Linked DNA regions of Mus musculus: all the other regions are linked to region 2. The links are chromatin contacts, called in public HiChIP or PLAC-seq maps. All regions are on one chromosome and are shown on one strand. The core of a region is the stretch at or near the end of the contact, and the rest is flanking DNA. Distances in the headings are between cores, read along the strand shown. Region 1 overlaps Igf2bp2 (insulin-like growth factor 2 mRNA binding protein 2). Region 2 has its middle 12 kb from the start of Gm26744. Region 3 overlaps Igf2bp2 (insulin-like growth factor 2 mRNA binding protein 2).

Region 1 (3,915 bases), core at 822-3,321, 220 kb after region 2:
AAAACAAAAACAAAAACAAAAAAAACAAACCCAAAAACGGGGGGTGGGGGGGGAGAGATAAATACGCTGTAAAATACATTATAACCCCTTCCCCCAATCAACAATTGAAAATTAGTATAAGGAAAACATTTTATTCTTGGCTGAAGAAGGGGCTTTTTCCTTAGCGTGACATTAAAGGACAAACCCCCAAAAGAAAATATCACATCTTTAGTTTTTATTCATCTATTTCTTTTGTTGAGACAGGGTCTAACCATGTAACCCAGGGTGGCCCAAAACGTTTGGAATCTTCCCCCTCAGGCTCCCCAGTGCTATCTATGAGCCACCATTGACTGATTATGCTTGAACACCCCAGCACCAATCTGGTCTAAGAGAAAGCCATGGTGTTTAAATTGCATACATCATTTTCAACTGTAATTTCAGTTATCAAGGACTCCTAACTTTCAGATATGCTCTACAAGGCTCCTTATGCAGCCTCTATCCTAGGGAGTGATACATCTTTCAGTGTCTTTTTCAGTGCTAAGGTAGTTATCACACTTCAAAGCAAAGGGAAAGGATGTGACCCACATCCGGGTGCTTCAGCCACGACCCCTCCATTACAGACGCACATATAGTTAAGTGGTAGCTCCACCCTTTAGTTTAAGGGTGTTAAGCACAGTACTCCCAAACACCTCAGAAAAGTTTCTGGGAGCAAGCACCAATCAGCAAAGAGCTCACCCACTCACTGGATTCTCCCCGACGAAATGGTTTATACACAGGAGTAACAAAATCTGCCCACAAAATTCGTCCTTGTGTTTAGAGAAGAATAAGGTGGGGGAAGGTAGCTGCCACGTGTTCAGTGTCTTCAGCCTCCATTTGGTAATGTACTAATCTTGAATGATGTTTGTGAATAAGACTGACAAGCGGAAGACATACCATTCACATTCTGCTGAGAATTAAGGCTCAAACATCAGGCAGTGTGCTGTTTACATACAAACACTATGGTGTCTTCTTTCTATAAAGTATATTTCAGTTATGGACAAAGGTTGTACTAAATGACTAACACTCATGAATGTTGCTTGAACTAACAACTTATTTTTATAAAACACACCTCGAGTTACTGAAGCAGTGAGCAGTTCCTTCCTAGGTGGTATGACCCCATGTTTGAGAACACACGTTCAGAGCTTGGTTTGGTATTTTTTCCCCACCAGAAAAACTCTTATTCAAATTACAATCACTCATCAAGACTGCAAACAAAAGTGTTTGCCCTTCCTCAACATAAGAGAGTAGCTGTGCTGCCCCCCCCGGGGGGAGGGGGGTTGGGGGGTGCCAAGCACAGTGGTGTGGGGGACACCCAGTTACTTACAGCAAAGGGGTGATAGGGAGGACTGGGGGGAACTCCACGGGGCCCTGCTGGTGGAGGAAGCACAGACAGTCCAGTCGAAAAGATGCCAAGTGCACTGAGGTTTAGCCCTGGGATCAGATTGGCTTGTTGCTGGGAATAGAAAAGAAGACAAAAGATAAGGGAGAGAAGCCCAGGAGGCCAGGCTTGCTGCGGCCAGCCTCCATCCCCCCCAACCCCCTCATCTGCATAGCAATAGCATTTCAGTCAGCTCTACCCTGGTACAAGGACTTCCTTACCTCCTACTGAGAGCAGGCAACAAACCTCAGCCTGACAGTTGCATTTCTTCAAAGCTTCCTGGGCAACCTTGGGTATAACTAGGTCTTATTGCAATCAATGATGTCACTAGCTGCTTTCCTGCTAAGCCTTGGCCCCCACCCCACCAATTCTTCTCCCATCTCAGCTCTGGACTCTTGTGCCCTGCTGTTTGTCCCCCTCCCCTTCCTCAGTGTCTAGTACTTCCATTTCCTCAAAGATACAAGATGGAGTCACAGGGCTCAGAACCTTGCTCCTGCCTCACTTGAGGTCAGCGACTGTTTAGAGCTGTATTCAGTGTCTGCTATGCTATTACTCAATAAATATTTGTTGAATGGAAAAAAAAAAACCAGTCTTTTCTAATTACCCACGGGTGAGTCAGAGCCCACACTAGCACTGGCACACAGGCAAATCTCACATCTGATTGGATGACAGTGCCTTTTTGTCACTTAGCTGCAGCTTCAAGATCATGTTACTTCACATCTCAACCTAGGGCTGGAGGCGGAGAAATGTCTCTAAGCTGGCCGGTACCCAGCCCGCTCCAACCCTTGGCCTCCTGAACATGAAGCAATCATCTTAGATTTTCTGTTTGTTTCTCTGTGGGTAAAGTCACCCTGGAAAGTGCCCCTTTATGTAAGCATGCAGAAGAGCAAACTTCACCATCACCTCGAGTTGTATGTTAGGACCTGGTGATTTGGTGACTTTGCTCACAGAGCATGGATTTGGCACGGATATCTAGTGCCATATTCTGATACGGTGACGTGAGGCGCACTGATGCCTCTTCTGAGAACATCCAGATTCCATGGAAAGAGATGTTCAGCAAAGTCCACAAGAGCTAGATGGCGAGATGTATCTACACAGGAGGACGCGCCTCTCTCTCCCTCCTCCCCATCCTGTCCTACAACTACTGTGCGGTATGGGTGATCAGGTGGGGCTGCAGAGGTGTGGGATAGACTGATGCCCCTATACAGAGTGCTGCTGTCAGAGAGTGGGGCTGCACCAGGCCACTGTGGCAATATTTGCTTCTCTGTGAGATGTGGGGATGAAGTAGTAGATGAAGATTCAAATGAAGGTCAATGAGTTAATATTGGCTGACCCTTTCCATTCTTAGAAAATTATAGTGAAAAATTAAAGATTTTCACTCTTCTGAGTTGAGCCTTGCTGATGAATAAATATTTTTAGACAATTACAAAGTGAGAGTTAAGTAACAGAAAGAATGTATACTCTTCTACAAGTGACACAGAGCATTCAAGTGGGTGACAGCATTTACTAGAGTGCCAACCAGGGAGCAAGAGATGTTAGTGAGTCAGCCGGGCATGGTGGCGCACGCCTTTAATCTCAGCACTCAGGAGCCAGAGGCGGGGGATTTCTGAGTTTGAGGCCAGGCTGGTCTACACAGTGAGTTCCAGGACAGCCAGGGCTATACAGAGAAACCCTGTCTCGAAAAACAAAAAAACAAAAACAAAACAAAACAAAAAAAAAGAGATGCCAGTGAGAAGTGAGCCCCTTCTTCTCTCCCACAGGCAGCCTGAAATGCCTGCTTCAAATAGCCCTCAGCTTTAGTCCCTGAGCAGCCCAGGCTAGACAAGGTCTCTGTGCCCTGAGGTGGCATTTGTTTCTGACCCTGCATAATGAACTCTAGGCCTTATGTATGCTGTATGTAATATGTGATATTACCACAGAAGAGCACCTCCAGCTCGGTGGATACAGTTAAATGAATGAATGAATGAATAAACGAACAAACAAACAAACAAATGGAAAAGGGTCTCCCTACGTATCCCCAGATGGTCTGGAACTCATTATGTAGACCAGACTGGCCTCAAACTCATAGACACCCACCCGCTTCTGCCCCTCAGGTTCTGAGATTAAAGGTGTGTGCCTGGATAAACGATATACTTGAGTTTTTAAAGAGAGAAGACATGACAACATTGTACGAGCTTAGAAACCAGGGCAACCTACTTTGCTGGCCCTATTACTTTGATTTTCATGTCCAGCACCCAGTCCTGATCACCTGCATGCTCTGCATACACACGAGCCACCCCGCTCTGACCGCTTCCTTTTCTAAGTGGCCCTGAGCATCACCGCCCTTTATGGTGTGGATGGTACAATTTCATTGGCTCACATTGACTTGTGTTTAACTACAGTTTTCCTGATGGTTTCTTGTTTTGATGCCTTTATCCCAGGAAGCCAGAAGTTTTTCGCATCTCCCAAGGCACTTCCCCATCAGCGGAAGGACAGCTATCCTTACAGAGCTTGTCTTGTCTCAGCTTCGGGAAAACTAG
Region 2 (4,272 bases), core at 744-3,243:
GTTAAGTAATATGGATTTATAATGGTGAGTTACCCTAAAATAGCCTATCCCCAGAAATTCTACTATGCCGAGGGGTCACGCATTTGAGTAAACCGTGTTCTGGGCTGGATTCTGTGTGAGCTTCTAAGAAGTTTCTGGTTTTTTTCCTCGAGTAGCATTAGCCAGGGATTTGTCAGAGACCAGGAAAACATTGAAAAGGCTAAAGAAAAGAAAGTACTTTTCCTAGAAAATCCCTCAGATTATCTTCCTGTATATAATTGTAAAATACCATTGATGAAACAAATAGTAGTAAGCTTTTCAGTTACTATGTGATAGTTTCTCTCCCAGCATATGCCCAGGTAAGAAGAAATAAACACACTTTGTTCTCTTCTGTTTCTCAGTTGACCCCTCCATATTTACCTGTGCCTGCTGGAGACAGATCTACTCAATCCAGTCAGCTTGGCCTAGCTCCACAGTGAGACGATTTCTTTGACAGTTATAAGCCACTTGCCCTGCTCTTTCTCCCACAAGTGTGCGTTAGCCCCTTTACGGCATTGGTTCTGCCGGAGTCTTACCATGAACCAGCCAAAGCAGTGCTTCACAAGTGTCTCCCAGAGTCTAATATCCTCAGCGTCACTGAGGAGCTTGTCAGAAATGCAAATTCCAGGCCTACTCCACTTCTGCCATCAGAAATGCTGGCAGCAGGTCCCGGAATCTGTGTTTAACAAGTTGGCTAGTGGAGACTGGTGCATGCTGAAGTCAGAATCCTTGGTTTACAGCAAAGCTCAGATTTTTAATGTGCATAGGAATTGATGGGGATTTTGTTTAAAGCCAGATTCTGGATACTTGGTTTGGCAGCTGCCTAAGTGGCCCCCAAGTGATGCTGATGCTGATGCTGCCAATCAGTAGCAAAACACTGAAGTCTGGATTTGGGATGCCACTCCTCTCAAAGACCCATGTGTTAAAAAGGCTTGGTGCTATTGGAGGAGGTGGCGCTTGTAAAATGTGGGGCTAGGTGACAGGTTTAGGACATTTGAAAGCATTTCCTTGGGATTATAGAGGCAGTCTGGTCCTTTCTCATGAGGCGAGCTGAGGTGCTTGTTTTACCACACACTCCAGCTGTGGTGGTCTCACTCACCACAGGCCCCAAAGCAATGGCTAATTGATCATGGACTGAACCTTTGAGCCAGAATGAACCTTGTCTCTTTATAAATTCATTATCTCAAACATGTGTTACAGTTACAGAAATCCGAAAAATACATATGGATCTGGAAGAACTATTATGGGCTGCTCCAAGAACTAGCACAGTTAAGTAGGCGTCATTAAAGCTTGTCTCCCACTTGCTCCCAAGGGGAATGCAGCTCCCAGAAGGACTTTTATAAACATTGATCACGACACCATTCTAAAAAAGAAAGAAAAACAAAACAGCTTAATTGCCCAATAATTGGAAAATACAGTGACTCCCCCTTCACAAATACTCTGTTTATAAATTTACTTGTCAAGTACAGTTTATTCTTAGGCCAAATCAATTCTCCTGGTACTCTTATGATTGTGTTCACAGATAAGCACATCATAGCAAACGTCTGAGTGTGTGACACACTCTGAGCCAATGCGGGACAGAGGGAAGCTCTGCATTCTTATTTAGGCTCCCTGCTGTGGGCACATGCCTTCCTGGTACAATTACTTATGAATCAGAACACATACCCTTCTGTGAGAATGACCCAGTGTCACACGAGATGTGTCAATCATCCCTAAAGGCCTCACCTTACAATACCATACTTGGTTAATCACATTCCAGCCTGAGTTTGTCAGCTCTCAGGCCCATGTGGTGGCAGGCCACCAAGGCTGGGGTGTGTGGGGGGAGCAAGCTGCTCACCTCCTCCCAGTGTACAATGCTAATGACCTAAACCTCTCAGATAGCCAACATCTCAACATCAGGGCTTTATAGGGTAGCACCCCAGACCTGTTGGTAAACAGAGTTGCAAGGGACGACCAAAGAAAGAGAGACACTTGAGGTTGTCAGGAGGCTTTTACGTCAGCGGGGGAACAGTCTCAGATGGAATGAACCCTGAGCAGCTTTGCAGAAGGGTATTTATTGATCGTTACGCAAATGTTATTTTTAGAATAAATCAAGTTTCTCATACCAGAGCCACTGATCTGATGTTTGTGCTATGTTAAAAAACACATGGCCCCCACACTTCTGTCATCATGGTGCAACATGTGTGCAGTATTGTGTAGTGCTCAATTGTGCAAGAATTCCAGGTTTGCCAGGATGTCCTGTAACTGAAGTTACATGAAGGCCATAGAGCCCCTTCTGAAATACAGTTCCATAAGTCTCAGAAAACAATCACCGATCAGATACAAAACATTTCCTTGGAGCTTAGGCGGGCCTAAAAGAAATTGAAACACTCTGGTGTCCATGTCAGACACAATGGCTTTACTAATTTTCCCACTGCGCAGACCAAAACTATAGTGCCTCATAAAATATCTATTTTCAGGAAACTATAAAATGATAAGTAAGCACTATGAGTCATTGAACCATGGATTTAATGTTAATTGATTAACAATATAAATGTACATGTTTAATTTTAATTTTATGGTGTATAAGCAGAAATATAGGTAAAACAAGGTTTGGAGCCATGAATAGGAAACCTGAACATGTGACCAGAGGCTCATAGAAGCCTCACCCTTTGTCTGTCCAGGAGCAAAGGTTCAGAGTTCACTAATCCAGTCTTCAAAGAGGCCTCGTATAGTGTAGCCACGTCAGAGGAGAAGAATGGGTTGCCAACTGTACAACCCATGCTGCATTTAGAAATGACAGGGCATGCCTGCGGCTGTATGAAAAGTGTTGTTGGAGTCACGAGACACAGGAGGGGTTTTCAAGTATAGCACTGCTATTAGATTTAATTTTTCACGTAGGGAAAATCGGAAGAAGTACACCCAGAATCTGAGAGGTTATTTGCTTTTCAGTGTTGTTGTTCTTTGAACGTGTGTTACCTCCTCATTGCTGTAGATGTATTGTGAGGCGCCTCTTCTCACGTCCTGGGCTGCAGAGGCCGCGAGCTCTGCAGGAGGACCTTGTGCTCAGTAACAGAAGAGCACATCCTCTCATTCAACCAAGTAAAAGTTGCTCCAAGCGATGATGTGACAATCCCAGAGGCATCTAGCGCTCGAGGCGTTAGGTAGCTATCCTGGGCTGTGCTTTGTGAGGGAGTGGTTTTGCCCAAGAGCTTTGACTTCTTCTAAATCTCCCCACTTGTCAACATGGTTGACAATCTGGTCTCTGGAGTCAGACAGATGAGAGGTGGGTCCTGATGCTTTTGCTATTTGCTATGTGTCTCGTGTAAATTGTTGAACAACTCTAAATTTCTCTGATGCATATGGATATAGTAGGCATGATCGTGGAGGCAAGCGAGGGTTCGGTCAGATGGAGACCACGCACAGTGCAGAGCGCACACTGAGCCCGAGTGGACAGCAGCTGCTCCTTTTCCTTTGTCTATTGTATTGTGTGCTGTGTAGGAGACTGCCAGCTGTTACAGGGCGCATTTTAAGAAAAAGGAATAGAAAGAAAAGGAGGATAGATAGAAACAGGAAAGGAAGAGGCAAAAAGGATTATGTCCCAAAGATTCACAGCTTGCTGGGAGACAGTCACATACACTGTAGTGTAATAGAGTATAATATAATACTGACTCTCTGACAGTTGGTCTTTAGACTAGAAAAGTGAGGGCCCCAAAATAGTTCATTTGTCTGAGTTGTGTATCTGTATTTATTAGATTAGGATTTTAAATTGAAAAAAAAAAGAACCTTAAAATGTTAATTAGTTAATAACAATAAGTAATACACTTCTTACTAACACAAAGATTATCTTTTTTAAAAACAACAACAACTGTTTTCCCACCCTTCAAGCCTTCTTTCAAAAGGTGGTAAGCATGGTGAAGAGGTTTTCCTGTCTCCTCAGGGTCTGACTTAATACATGATGGTTAGCCACTGCCTTAATCTGTTGTAACAGAAGCTGGCCTGTAGTGGCTTCTGGGACAGTCACTACTTAGAATGAGAAAAGAGGTGGGGGGAAGAATGCTTGGGCATTATGAAAACAGCCCCCCCCCCCACAGACCCCTGCCAGGTCTGGGATCCCATGTCCCCAGAGCAGAAGAGGGTATCAGATCCCCTGCAGCTGAAGCTGCAAGTAACTGTGGGTCACCAGCTGTGGGTGGTGGGAACCAAACTCCAACCTCAGGTCCCCTGCAAGGACAGCATAGCTTACGTATGGCCTCACCATCTCTCAGCCTTCAT
Region 3 (4,047 bases), core at 152-2,651, 250 kb after region 2:
ACAGGGCTCTTTTGGGAAAATACAATAGGTATGAGGTCAAAAAAGCTGAAGACTCTTGGTCACTAAACACTCATAACATTGCTTCGGAGCTGTAAGTCTCAGAAACCTGCTTCATCCCCAGGTCTACCTCCATGGTCATCACCAGATTCCAAACATGTCCCCAAATTGACACTCAAAAAGTGAGTGACTAAGGAAGCACTAGAGGTGAACAGTGTGGGAACAGATGAATCTAAGCCACGGGCACACACATCCTTAACTCCACCCTGACCACACTACACTGCTCACACCAAAAAGACTCCTCTGAAAACTAGCTGGCTTGCTCGCACCCAGAAGTTTTACTCAGTGGACCCTCAGGTCACCTATTAAAATACTGTTGTTAGATCAAAATAACCAGATTATAAAGTAGGTTGCCCCCACATCTGGTTGGATCCAGAACAGTCCTCATTAGGACTGGCATGCCAGCTAAGTTCCTTCCAAGAGCAGCAGTGGGCTCCCGATGGCTCCCTCCCGACAGGTACCACATGCCCTTCAGGTTTCTGCTGAGTTGATGGGTACCTCCCTTGCCTGACTGCCACAAAGCAGAGACAATGCCAAGGTGACCGTGCAATTGTCCAGGCAGGAATAAAGGTATCCTACAAGACACTTCTGCCTCCTGTCCCTGGCTATAAGACTGTTGTCACAATAGACCCAAGACATCGGGGTTCCCAGGAGTCCCATGCTAGGAAATGCAAAGACTCGGACTCTGGTTCCAGCCACAGGGTGAGCTGATTTCAGTCTGACAGACTGGTGCTCTAACTGCAGCGATGGGGTGGGTCACGCCTTTCCTAGGACTGATAGTTATTCATTCATGCCTCCTGCCTGCTATTTAAACCTAAATTGCATGTTAGGACAGGGAGATGGCCGGAGGGAGAGTTCTCTCTCTGGATCTCTGTTCTTCCTCCTAATGTGGCCACACTGAATAAACCTCTTTTTCTACTTTTCATAATTATTTGTTTAATTGGCCTATAGAGGTGGTTGGGTGGCTAAAGCTGGCTTAATAAGGCTGCCAGAGCCAAGGCTCTGATCCTGTATGCTCTTCTCTTGGCAGCTTTAACCTAAGGTTTTATGTGTCAGCCCTGGTGTCTGTCCCCTCCGCTGGCAGTATGTACAAGATTGTTCCATACCCATGCAGGGACGATTCAAGGGCAACTGAACTGCGTAAGCAACCTACTGCTGCACTTCACCAAGTGTGGCAGTTTATCTATCGCTACACTCCTATCTTGTTTATAATCTGAGATCCCAGCAGGGGGCACCATGAGAGAGACGCTGATAGAATTAAAACACCCAAATGCTCATGACATTCTCTGTGACATCGTGCTGAGTCAGCCTGGCTTCCCCCCAACTGCAACCAGACTCCACCTTCTGACCCTGATATGCAAAACTGTGTAATCAGAACTAGGTGACAAATCCATGCTGGGAAGAGCAGGCATGACCTCAGCCTTCAAAATTAGAACTACAAGAGCCCTCAGCAGCTCAGAGCGGCTCCTACACAGCTTTTCCCACTTCCTTTAGGACTTTAATTCTCAAGCTAATAAATTTTACCATAAAAATAAGATGATTTTTTTTTTACATTGAACACTGTTTTTTCTTTTAGAGGTTTTTAAAAATTAATTTTAGGAGCTAAGTTTTAGTTGGCTTGGTGGTTAAAAGCACTGGTCGCCTCTTGTAGAGGACCTGGGTTCAGTTCCCAGCACCCACACAGCAGCCCACAGCTAACTCCAGTTCTAGGGGATCCAATGCCGTTTTCTGACTTCTGCCAGCAGCCAACAAAACTCTCAGACATACATGATTTTTTTTTAATTAGTATTTTAGGTTAGTGCGTGAAGTCTTGGGTTATGTTATAGCATTTTCATGTGCAGCATTCATTTTTAATTCCTGTTTTGATAACTGCAAAGATGTGGTGCTTGTGTCCTTCACATTCATTTTTTTAAGATTTATTTACTTATTTTATGTATATGAGTACACTGTAGCTGTACAGATGGTTGTGAGCCATATGCGGTTGCAGGGAATTGAACTCAGGATCTCTGCTCCCTCCGGTCCAAAGATTTATTTATTGTTATGGGTAAGTACACTGTAGCTGTCTTCAGACACCCCAGAAGAGAGCATCATATCTTATTACAGGTGGTTGTGAGCCACCATGTGATTGCTGGTATTTGAACTCAGGACCTTCAGAAGAGCAGTCAGTGCTTTTACCCACTGAGCCATCTGTCTCACCAGCCCCCTTCACATTCATTCTTAACGGCCATCAAACATCTCTTTCAGTGCCCTTTGGCTATACTTTCCAACAGTGCCAGCTCCTCTTTAAATTCCTTCTGATCTGTCAACATCTTTCTGTAACCAATGCACGCCCTTACCCTGAAGGAAACACTCTAGGTAGTGCGGTTTCCCAAGAGGTCAGGAGTCCAAGGGTAGCTCAAATCCGTGATCAACTCCAAGTGTTGACATAAAAGTCTACAACACCATGCATGAACATGTGCATGCCTTAATAGTGTAATTAAAACAAACAAAAATATGGGAGGAGATACACTAAATTATAACAGCAGTTAAATTGGGAGTTTCTGATGTCCTGATAAGAGGAACTATTCTAAAGAGAGGAATCTGTAGCCTGCCCCACTGCTTCCATTGAAATAAGAGACAGCAAAGAATGAAGGTTTCTCCAGGAATCCTGTTTATGGGGAGGGGAAAGACCTCTCTCTCTCTCTCTCTCTCTCTCTCTCTCTCTCTCTCTCTCTCTCTCTCTCTCTCTCTCTCTCTCTCTTGTGTGTGTGTGTGTGTGTGTGTAGGGGTTGAGTAAAAGGTAGTAACTTCCCACTGTAAGAAGTGAGAGAAGGCAGTGAGGAGGGAGGAAGCTGTGCTCTGCAGGCTGCAGGCTGCCAGTCACTGTTTCTAAGAGATGGGATCAGTTTCCATCTTTTCATCAAACGCAGGGTACTAAACTTTTCATCCAGCAAAAAATAAATAAATAAATAAAAATAAAAAAAAATAAAAATTCTACTTCTTAATAAAGTAACCTAGGTTTACTGAGACGCCTGTGCTCTGCACCCTCAGCGTGCATCTCGATAGACTTACAGGGAGGACTAGTGGAAGGCAATCTTCTCTGACCTTTTCCCATGAACTATGACCCAAAAAGGGTAGGATTCAGTTCCAGGTTAGGATCAGGCAAGATAGATGAGCTTCCAGGGAGGGGGCCTAAGGAACAGAGCCACCACTGTTCTTTCTAAAGTGCACTGCCAGGACAAGAAAGTTGCCCTGCAGGCCTGAGAAGAAAAGCAGACTTCAAAGGTATAAGGTTACAGGGTTCAAGGTTAGGGAGAGCCTTCTGCAAACTATTCTGCATGTGACTCTGTGTGTGTGTGTGTGTGTGTGTGTGTGTGTGTGTGTGTGTGTTGTATGCATGTGTGTACATGCTTGAGTATGTGTGCTCTCACACATGTATGTCTGGAAGCTGAGGTCAGGTCCTCCTCATTCTCTCAAGGACGGTGGGACTTGCCATTTCCAGCCAGTCTAAGCTAGCTAGCTTGCCCTGAGCTGCTGGGCTGGGCTCATGGGCGGCTGTCAGGCCCACCTGCTTTATGTGGGTTCTGGGGTTGCTACTCCAGTTCTCATACTTGCTCAGATTTATCCACAAGCCACGGCCCCAGCCTAAAGGAGAAGTTCTATGAACATCTACTGAGCAAAACTGCCTTCACCTGCCTGACCTTCCCACCCCCAAAGAAAGCTAGCTAGTAAATTAAGAAATCTAGATTTTTAGGGGCTGAAGAAATGGCTCAGCTGTTAAGAGCACTGGCTGCTCTTTCAGAGGTTCTGAGTTCAATTCCCAGCAACCACTTTGTGGCTCACAACCATCTTTAATTGAATCTGATGCTCTCTTCTGTCACGCAGACATACATGCAAATAGAGCACTTATATACATAAATAAATCCTTAATTAAACACGTAGATTGTAAAGCTGTTGTTTATGTAAAAGCTCTCTAAACTGTTAATACTCTGATCCCTCACCTCTCTCTGA

The links. HiChIP or PLAC-seq counts read pairs in DNA pulled down with a chosen protein or histone mark.
Region 1: an HNF4G HiChIP or PLAC-seq map of pancreatic cancer cells shows a contact between it and region 2. The contact joins two enhancer-like sites. A contact is called at or near these places in 1 of 484 Hi-C or Micro-C datasets (bone marrow-derived macrophages), 4 of 115 datasets of contacts at active chromatin or transcription factors (T-cell acute lymphoblastic leukemia, bone marrow-derived macrophages, pancreatic cancer cells and 1 more) and 3 of 9 other capture datasets (adipose tissue, embryonic stem cells and pancreatic islet).
Region 3: a contact with region 2 is called in a FOXA1 HiChIP or PLAC-seq map of pancreatic cancer cells. The contact joins two enhancer-like sites. A contact is called at or near these places in 1 of 15 datasets of contacts at CTCF or cohesin (large pre-B cells), 2 of 484 Hi-C or Micro-C datasets (CD4 T cells and the STO cell line), 4 of 115 datasets of contacts at active chromatin or transcription factors (astrocytes, cardiomyocytes, microglia and 1 more) and 2 of 9 other capture datasets (adipose tissue and liver).

Annotation. Positions count from the first base shown.
Region 1 is chr16:22,074,675-22,078,589 of GRCm38.p6, forward strand. Igf2bp2 (insulin-like growth factor 2 mRNA binding protein 2) reads right to left here. Exons shown (of 16, transcript NM_183029.2): 10 at 1,343-1,471. Among named protein-coding and RNA genes, the nearest start is that of Senp2, 67 kb to the left of the region's middle. Within about 2 kb of position 2,072, at least 118 of the 459 cell types and tissues checked have an H3K27ac peak or open chromatin away from gene starts, as enhancers often do. A contact at or near this core is called in pancreatic cancer cells, where this site is marked.
Region 2 is chr16:21,855,643-21,859,914 of GRCm38.p6, forward strand. It overlaps a transcript of Map3k13 not described here. Among named protein-coding and RNA genes, the nearest start is that of Gm26744, 12 kb to the left of the region's middle. Within about 2 kb of position 1,994, at least 33 of the 459 cell types and tissues checked have an H3K27ac peak or open chromatin away from gene starts, as enhancers often do. A contact at or near this core is called in pancreatic cancer cells, where this site is marked.
Region 3 is chr16:22,106,945-22,110,991 of GRCm38.p6, forward strand. The region is part of intron 2 of Igf2bp2 (insulin-like growth factor 2 mRNA binding protein 2); the gene reads right to left. Among named protein-coding and RNA genes, the nearest start is that of Igf2bp2, 54 kb to the right of the region's middle. Within about 2 kb of position 1,402, at least 68 of the 459 cell types and tissues checked have an H3K27ac peak or open chromatin away from gene starts, as enhancers often do. A contact at or near this core is called in pancreatic cancer cells, where this site is marked.